Regions from separate parts of the Columba livia genome. Here region 1 is linked to region 2. Evidence: chromatin contacts called from public Hi-C data. All regions are on one chromosome and are shown on one strand. The core of a region is the stretch at or near the end of the contact, and the rest is flanking DNA. Distances in the headings are between cores, read along the strand shown.

What was found. A called contact is a pair of places that touch in the nucleus more often than the background predicts.
Region 1: a Hi-C map of crop shows a contact between it and region 2, with 2.4 times the contacts expected there. The contact joins the promoter of MYLIP here to the promoter of DTNBP1 in region 2. A contact is called at or near these places in 2 of 2 Hi-C or Micro-C datasets (crop and liver).

What each region holds. Positions count from the first base shown.
Region 1 is chr2:68,398,324-68,401,631 of bColLiv1.pat.W.v2, forward strand. MYLIP (myosin regulatory light chain interacting protein) reads left to right here and starts at 1,342. Exons shown (of 7, transcript XM_065052360.1): 1 at 1,342-1,640; 2 at 2,724-2,914. The coding sequence starts at 1,554.
Region 2 is chr2:68,240,343-68,243,469 of bColLiv1.pat.W.v2, forward strand. DTNBP1 (dystrobrevin binding protein 1) reads right to left here and starts at 1,790. Exons shown (of 10, transcript XM_065052358.1): 1 at 1,620-1,790. The coding sequence starts at 1,675.

The DNA.
Region 1 (3,308 bases), core at 92-2,591, 160 kb after region 2:
ATAGCTCTATGTACACTTATCAGAATAGCCATATACTGTGTTTGCAGAGTTCCCAGAAGATTGAGCATCTATTCTGAGAGTTCCTTTAGTAAAACTGAAAATACTAACAACCCTGAAAAGTGCAGCAGAAATACCCAGACAGAAGCTAGCGACCCATATACATGGGAACAAGCTAATATTCAGCCCTGTTGTGACCTTGCATTAGTGCTGTGGTTTGTTCTTCTTCCTGTTATCCTTCACTGCATTCTCAGATCCCCATTTCCTCTCTTAGCTCTTCCCCTGACAGCCTGCTTGTTCCTCACCACTGCACTGCTCAGTACTTCTTTGATCTGCATTTCTTTTCGGGAACCCACACAGCGTGCATTTTGTACTTAGTCCTCCCTGTCATTTCAATTTACATTGTTAAAGCAGCCATAAACTTTGCTCTATATACCTTGTGTATGTTTGTCAAACAAACACTTCTAAGCACTCACCCGGTGCAGGTGTTCCTCTCCTGGCCTGCAATCACCTATAAGTTTCATACGTACAGAATTCAATGAGTGTACAAACTCCATCATCCATTAGCATGACAGTGAAATAGAGGCCACGGTATCACTTGGCTGGTCCTTCTTAATATTGCCAGATAATTCTTAAATTTTCCACATTTCCAGTGCTTTTGCATGCTGCATAACACAAAGCTGGGCCAAAGCCAGAGAGAATATAAGAGAGCGAGCATTAATCCAGATGTTATTTTTCCTTTCATTGAAAAGAAGTGTTTGCAAAGTTTACAGATGAGCCGTGAAAATATTTGGTTGCCTCATAGCTCATGGCCACTCGCTCTCAAGTCAACTTTGTAGAGAGTCCCTGCCGTTAGGTTTGGTCTCCACCTTCACTTAGAAGAACTTGTTTAGCTGCCATTTAGCCAGACATAATTCCAGGGTAAGCAGCACTGGGCTATTGCAGGTGGCGGTGGGTGAAGATAATTTGGGGGTGCTGGGTGCTGAAGAGGAAGAAAGCCCCGAGGGCGGGCTCCTTCGGGCAGCCAAGCCACGGCGGACAGGGGTTTTCCGCGCAGGGCAGGGCCCGGGACAGGGTACTTTCCGCACCGGGCAGAGGGGACAGCCCCGGAACGGGAGTGGTAGAGAGTCCCGCCGGCCGCCCGCGGCCCAACGTCCCGCCAGGGGGCGCCAGAGAGCGACCACAACAGACGCCCTCCCGGCCGCCGCCGTTTCCCAGGGCTGGCGGCGTTGATTGGTGGCTGCGGCGGCCCGCAGCGGTGAGCGGCGCCTCGTGATTGGTCCGCAGGTGCCGCTCGGAAAGGGGGAGGGGGAGACGGAGGGTATATGTGGAGGGAGCGGAGTCACCGGAGCGCAAGCACTAGGCGAGTGGGGGGTGGTTGGCTGGTTGTTGTAAGCGGCCGGGCGTGGGCGGCGGGCAGGGACGACTGCGTACCTTCCCTCAGCCCGTACCGACAGCTGTGATTTCCCGCGGGCAGCGGCAGCAACAGCCGCTCCGGGTGTCCGCCGTGGCAGCAGCAGCGGCGGCGGCGGCGGCGGCGCTGGCTGGCTCCAGCCATGCTGTGCTATGTGACCAGGCCGGACGCGGTGGTGATGGAGGTGGAGGTCGAGGCGAAAGCCAACGGCGAGGACTGCCTCAACCAGGTGAGGGGGCCGCGCTGCGCTCTCCTTCCCGCTGCCCTGCCGCCTTCCAGGGACGCGAAGGCTCGGCGTGGGCAGCGCAGACCGTTGGTGCCTGACAGACGGCGGGCGCGCGTCGCCCGTTCCTTGTCCCTCATACAGCGCGCAGGTGGGGGGCTGAGGGGGCGAGGGGCGCGGCGGCGCCAGCTCGCGGCGCCCCGGCCGTTGAGGGCGGCGGTGGCGCGGGGCAGGGCTGGGCGGCGGCGCGACCCTGCGCAGGGGCGGCCGCGGCCGTAGGGGCGGGGAGCCGGCGGGAGCCGCCGCAGTCTCCCCGCTTCTGTGGTGTGGTTTTGTTGTTTTAGGTTTTGTTTTTTTCTTTCTTTTTATTTTTTTTTTCCTCCATGCTGGATGCAGAAGTTGCTGCATGCCTTGCCTTGGGGCTCTCCGGCTCTTCTCCCTTCTCCTTTACAGTTTGCGTGGGAAGGGCAGGCCTCAGCCTCACGCTGCCGCCTGTTCGAACTGCCTCTGGGGTGGGGGGGAGGCACGAGTGGGACCCACCTGGCCCGGGCGGTGCCGAGTTGGCCCCCGTGGCCTGCTGGGGTTGTGCTGACTGGAGCCGTTGTCCAGGTGCTTTCGCCCTTCTGTCGCCTCGTTGTGGCTGCGGCGGCTGCTGTAGCAATGCTGGAGAGAGCCAAATGCAGCAGCCCGGTCTGTTGGTGGCATCTAAATAAAACTTCTGGGTTGTATATCTTTTTTTCTCCTCCTTTCCTAGAAAACTCCATGGCTGTGATGTTAAATAGATACAATCTTCTTTTGGAAATCCCCTCTTAAGTGCCTCTTCTGGGGATGAGAAGGGGGCTAGAATTTGACCATGGAAGTCCATGTCCTTTTTAACCAGTGGAGAAATTCCCCGTTTATTCTTGGTATTTGTTTACGTGTTATTTTGTACACAACTTAAAATCCAAGTGATTAAGTAATCTTTTGTATAATGTTGCTTACGGCAGGTTTTATTTTTTGTGTTTTTAAGTGAGCAGTCTGAAACAATACTTGATTCAGGTGATATTTTTCGGTGTTGTGGGCTCATTATGAAGAATGTCTTTCTTTCAGGTTTGCAGAAGGTTGGGAATTATAGAAGTTGATTATTTTGGACTGCAGTTCACTGGCAGCAAAGGGGAGAATCTGTGGCTGAATTTGAGGAACAGGATCTCCCAGCAGATGGATGGTTTAGCCCCTTACAGATTGAAATTAAGAGTCAAGTTTTTTGTAGAGCCGCATCTTATCTTACAAGAACAGACGAGGTAAGGTAAAGATGGTTGTAAGTAAATATAATTTATTACTTTGTTTTCAATTTCTGTAACTGATGGAAGTGATTACACACTGACCTTATTTCTTCCATCTTCTGGTACTCTTGGTTTGACTTTTCTTTGTAGTTTTAAAATCTTAGTGTTACTTAAATGTATTATTTGTTTTTGGAAAAAAAATATAAGAGACTGGTAATATTGTAAGTATTGTGTAGCTAACTCTGATGAACGTAGGTAATTCCATGAGCACTTATTGCTGAAATTAGAAGAAACTAAACTACCAGTAGCAAATTATGTATATGATTTTTGCATGTCCGATAGTAACCCCTGTTCAGTGGTGTTACTCTAGGTCGTTCTAAACTGCTGGTACAGAAAAGCAGGAAACAATTGC
Region 2 (3,127 bases), core at 540-3,039:
GGGGAAAACCAGGACAGGTCATGGTCTCGCCTGAATCCACAGGGACACTACAGGAAAAATCCCAATGCTTTCCACAGGCTTAGCTACTATGGCTCCAAGATACAGGTTTCCAAAGGCAACATAGAATACAGTCCAGATAAAAAAAAAAAAAAATAAAGATGGGACACTCCAAGTGCACATTAATGGGGCTGCTAGAACACAAAGATGGAAACGATGACATCAGAGACTGCTCTCACAACAAAACAAAATATTGCAGTACTTGTGTATTGAAGAGGGCAAATTAAGAGCCCACATGGAAACATATGGAGTCCACTGCAGCAACAGGGATAGAGAGTTAAGTGACCATTGGATCCAGCATGTTATGACCTTCCTGTTGTCCTCTTTCATCATGTGAAAAACATCTTTTCCAAAATAATGCTGCATTGTACCGAGCCATCAAACCCTGTGAGAAGTTCTAAAAATAACAGCAAAACAGAAAGCCAGCCAGAAACAAAGCAATGCCTTAGTCTGTATTCTTAAGATATTTTAATATCAAACTACTGTTTGCTAAGTTGAGACAGATAACATCTAAGCAACTTATCTGGCTGATTGGCAGCTTATTCTGTCAGTTTCTGCGGAACATCATATACTGGTGCAAATCAGTCATTATAAAATATTTATTTTAAGTTTCGGGACTACACAGACATCCATCACTACATATAAATATTTACCATAGGGGTATTACAAGTCAGTCTCAATGTTGCCAAAGACCACGCAGTTTTTAAAAGTAATTGATTACAACAGGACACTCTCCTGTGGCTCATTATAAACCAACAGGTTTGCAGCAAAGGTATGACCTTGTTCTCCAGCCATCCACTGACCTCCAGTAACACTCATTTGGACCACCTGCTTCTACTAAAAAAAGCATTGATACCGGGCCTATTTAAAAACAAAAACCTTGTGAGGCAATGTAGGAAGAATACCCTTCTGTATTTTAATGTAAGCAAGGAGCTGCTCTTTCTGCATATCCTGCACTTCTTTTCCCCAAGCGATAGTAACTAACCTTCTAATGAAAGAAAAGCTTTTCATATGCCAAACAGAGCGCAGCGATGCTCTTTAAGCAATTACGCGAACCCATAAAACCTTGAAAGGTCAAGTTACTTCGTGAAAAACTGAAGTGCGTTAATTGACACCGTTCGCATCTTCCTGGTGCTCTCGGAACAGCCATTTCATTCCTTCCTTCCTTCCTTCCTTCACTCGACCGCAGCTGCTTCCCAAACCCCGAGGCTGCTCATCCCCTCAAGCCCCGACTGCAGCTGCCAGGGCTCTCCCGCCCGCCATGACCCGCTCCGCCGAGACGGCAAAGAAGCGGGCGGGAGGCGGTGGGTAAGACCCAGGGGCCAAGTTTCCAACCCGTTCCAGCATCGAGCGGGAAACCATCACCACCACCAAGCAACCGCGGTGAGAGGGATCCCGCCCCGCACTCTCCTCCTCTTCCTTTCCCTCCCTCCCGCTCGCCAGGCCAGTCCCCGCCCTCCCCCACCCCCCAGTCACCTGCTTCCCCCTCCCCGCCCGGCCGCGGGGCGCGAGTCCCTCACCCGCTCCCCCCGCCAGCCCCGCGGGCCTGGGGTGCTACCCACCCGGCGCTGAGGTCCTGCTGGACGCTCAGCAGACGCTCCCGCAGCGTCTCCAGCATCGTCTCGGCTTCCCCCGGCTGCGGAGGCCAGTGCCGGGCCGGCGGGGCGGGGCGCGGGGTGGAGCTCAGCCCGCACCTCCCACCTCAGCCCGTGGGGGCGGTGCCAGGCGCGGCGCGAGCATGCGACGGTTAAGGGCCGCCCTCCCTCTTCCGGCGGTGCTTAAGGGCAGAGGTTGCCTCACAGAGTTGTCTCTGAGGTGGAGTCTTGGAGGAGAGTTGGGATTCCGTATTATGTGTTCCCGGTGTCCGAGTAGAGCTGGGTAGAAGTGCGCCTGAAGGCCAGGCCGTTTACAAGGGTAGCTGTTCGAGAAGCATTTGGATCGCTGGCGTTGCAGCGTACGGCTTTTTAAAAACCGCATCAAGCTCCTGGGCAGGTTGGGACCCTCCCCTTATTGGAGGAGTGAACTCAGGGTGGTATCGGGCTTTGCAATAAAATCCAAAAGTATCGAAAGCAAAACTACTGGATCCCCTTGGGCCTGCTGCGTTCTTGGAATAAGAGATAGATGACAGCATCTCACAGTTCTTGTGAAGCAGGTAGTTGAACTGTAAGTTTATGTGGCCCACCACTGTTTTCTTTGGAGACTGCCAACTGTCAGGCTTGTATAGATACTAGTAGTTCTTAAAAAGAATAACAAAAAGGAACTGTTAGTTCTTACAAATAGTAAATAGCGCAGTGAAAAGTTTTAATTGAGCTTTTAGGTTCAAATAAAGCTGTTATGAGTCATTCAAGTGATCTTGAGATGGTTTAAGTGGAATCAGACCTTTTCAGAACAATTGGCTGCTCTTTCCAGATGTCTGTATTTACAATCACAGTAAAAGGAAGACAGTCTTTCACCCCGTGTGTTCTCAGTTAATATTTGAGGAACATGGACCCAGGATTTAGATGAATCTGGAAAATTGTAAATTTCCATTTAATTGAGACTTCCATTTCCAGATAAGGCAGCTGAGATTTCAAAGCCAAAAGATTTTATTTGTTAACAAATTTGCTTTTGGTTAAAAGTTCCAAAAAATTAAACGGAGAGCACTGAAATAATTTATTACAAGGAGAATGTATGCAGAGGGGGGCTGTTGGGTGTGTCGTTCAGTACTGCATATGTATACTTGGAGTGGTTCACAATACATTCAATCAACTGGAAAAGTGAGATCATAATCCCATCCATTTTCTGCTTGTCTGCTTTTAGAAGAATGTGGGGCCTGTAGGTTGTTTCTTATGTGGCAGACTGCATATGAAGTTCTGTAAAAGAACATATAACATTTAGACAGTATTTTTCTCTTGCTTGCCCAACAACAATATCAAGAAGTAGAGACTTTCCACCAGCTCTCCAGACTAAAGAGGGGAAGGGCTTGAATCAACAAGTGTTTTTCTGATGTATTCAGAGACATGCATCACAAATGCTGACAAAAGCTGTGCAATCTGGCCTTAGGTAATATATATATTATGGGAATTAAAGT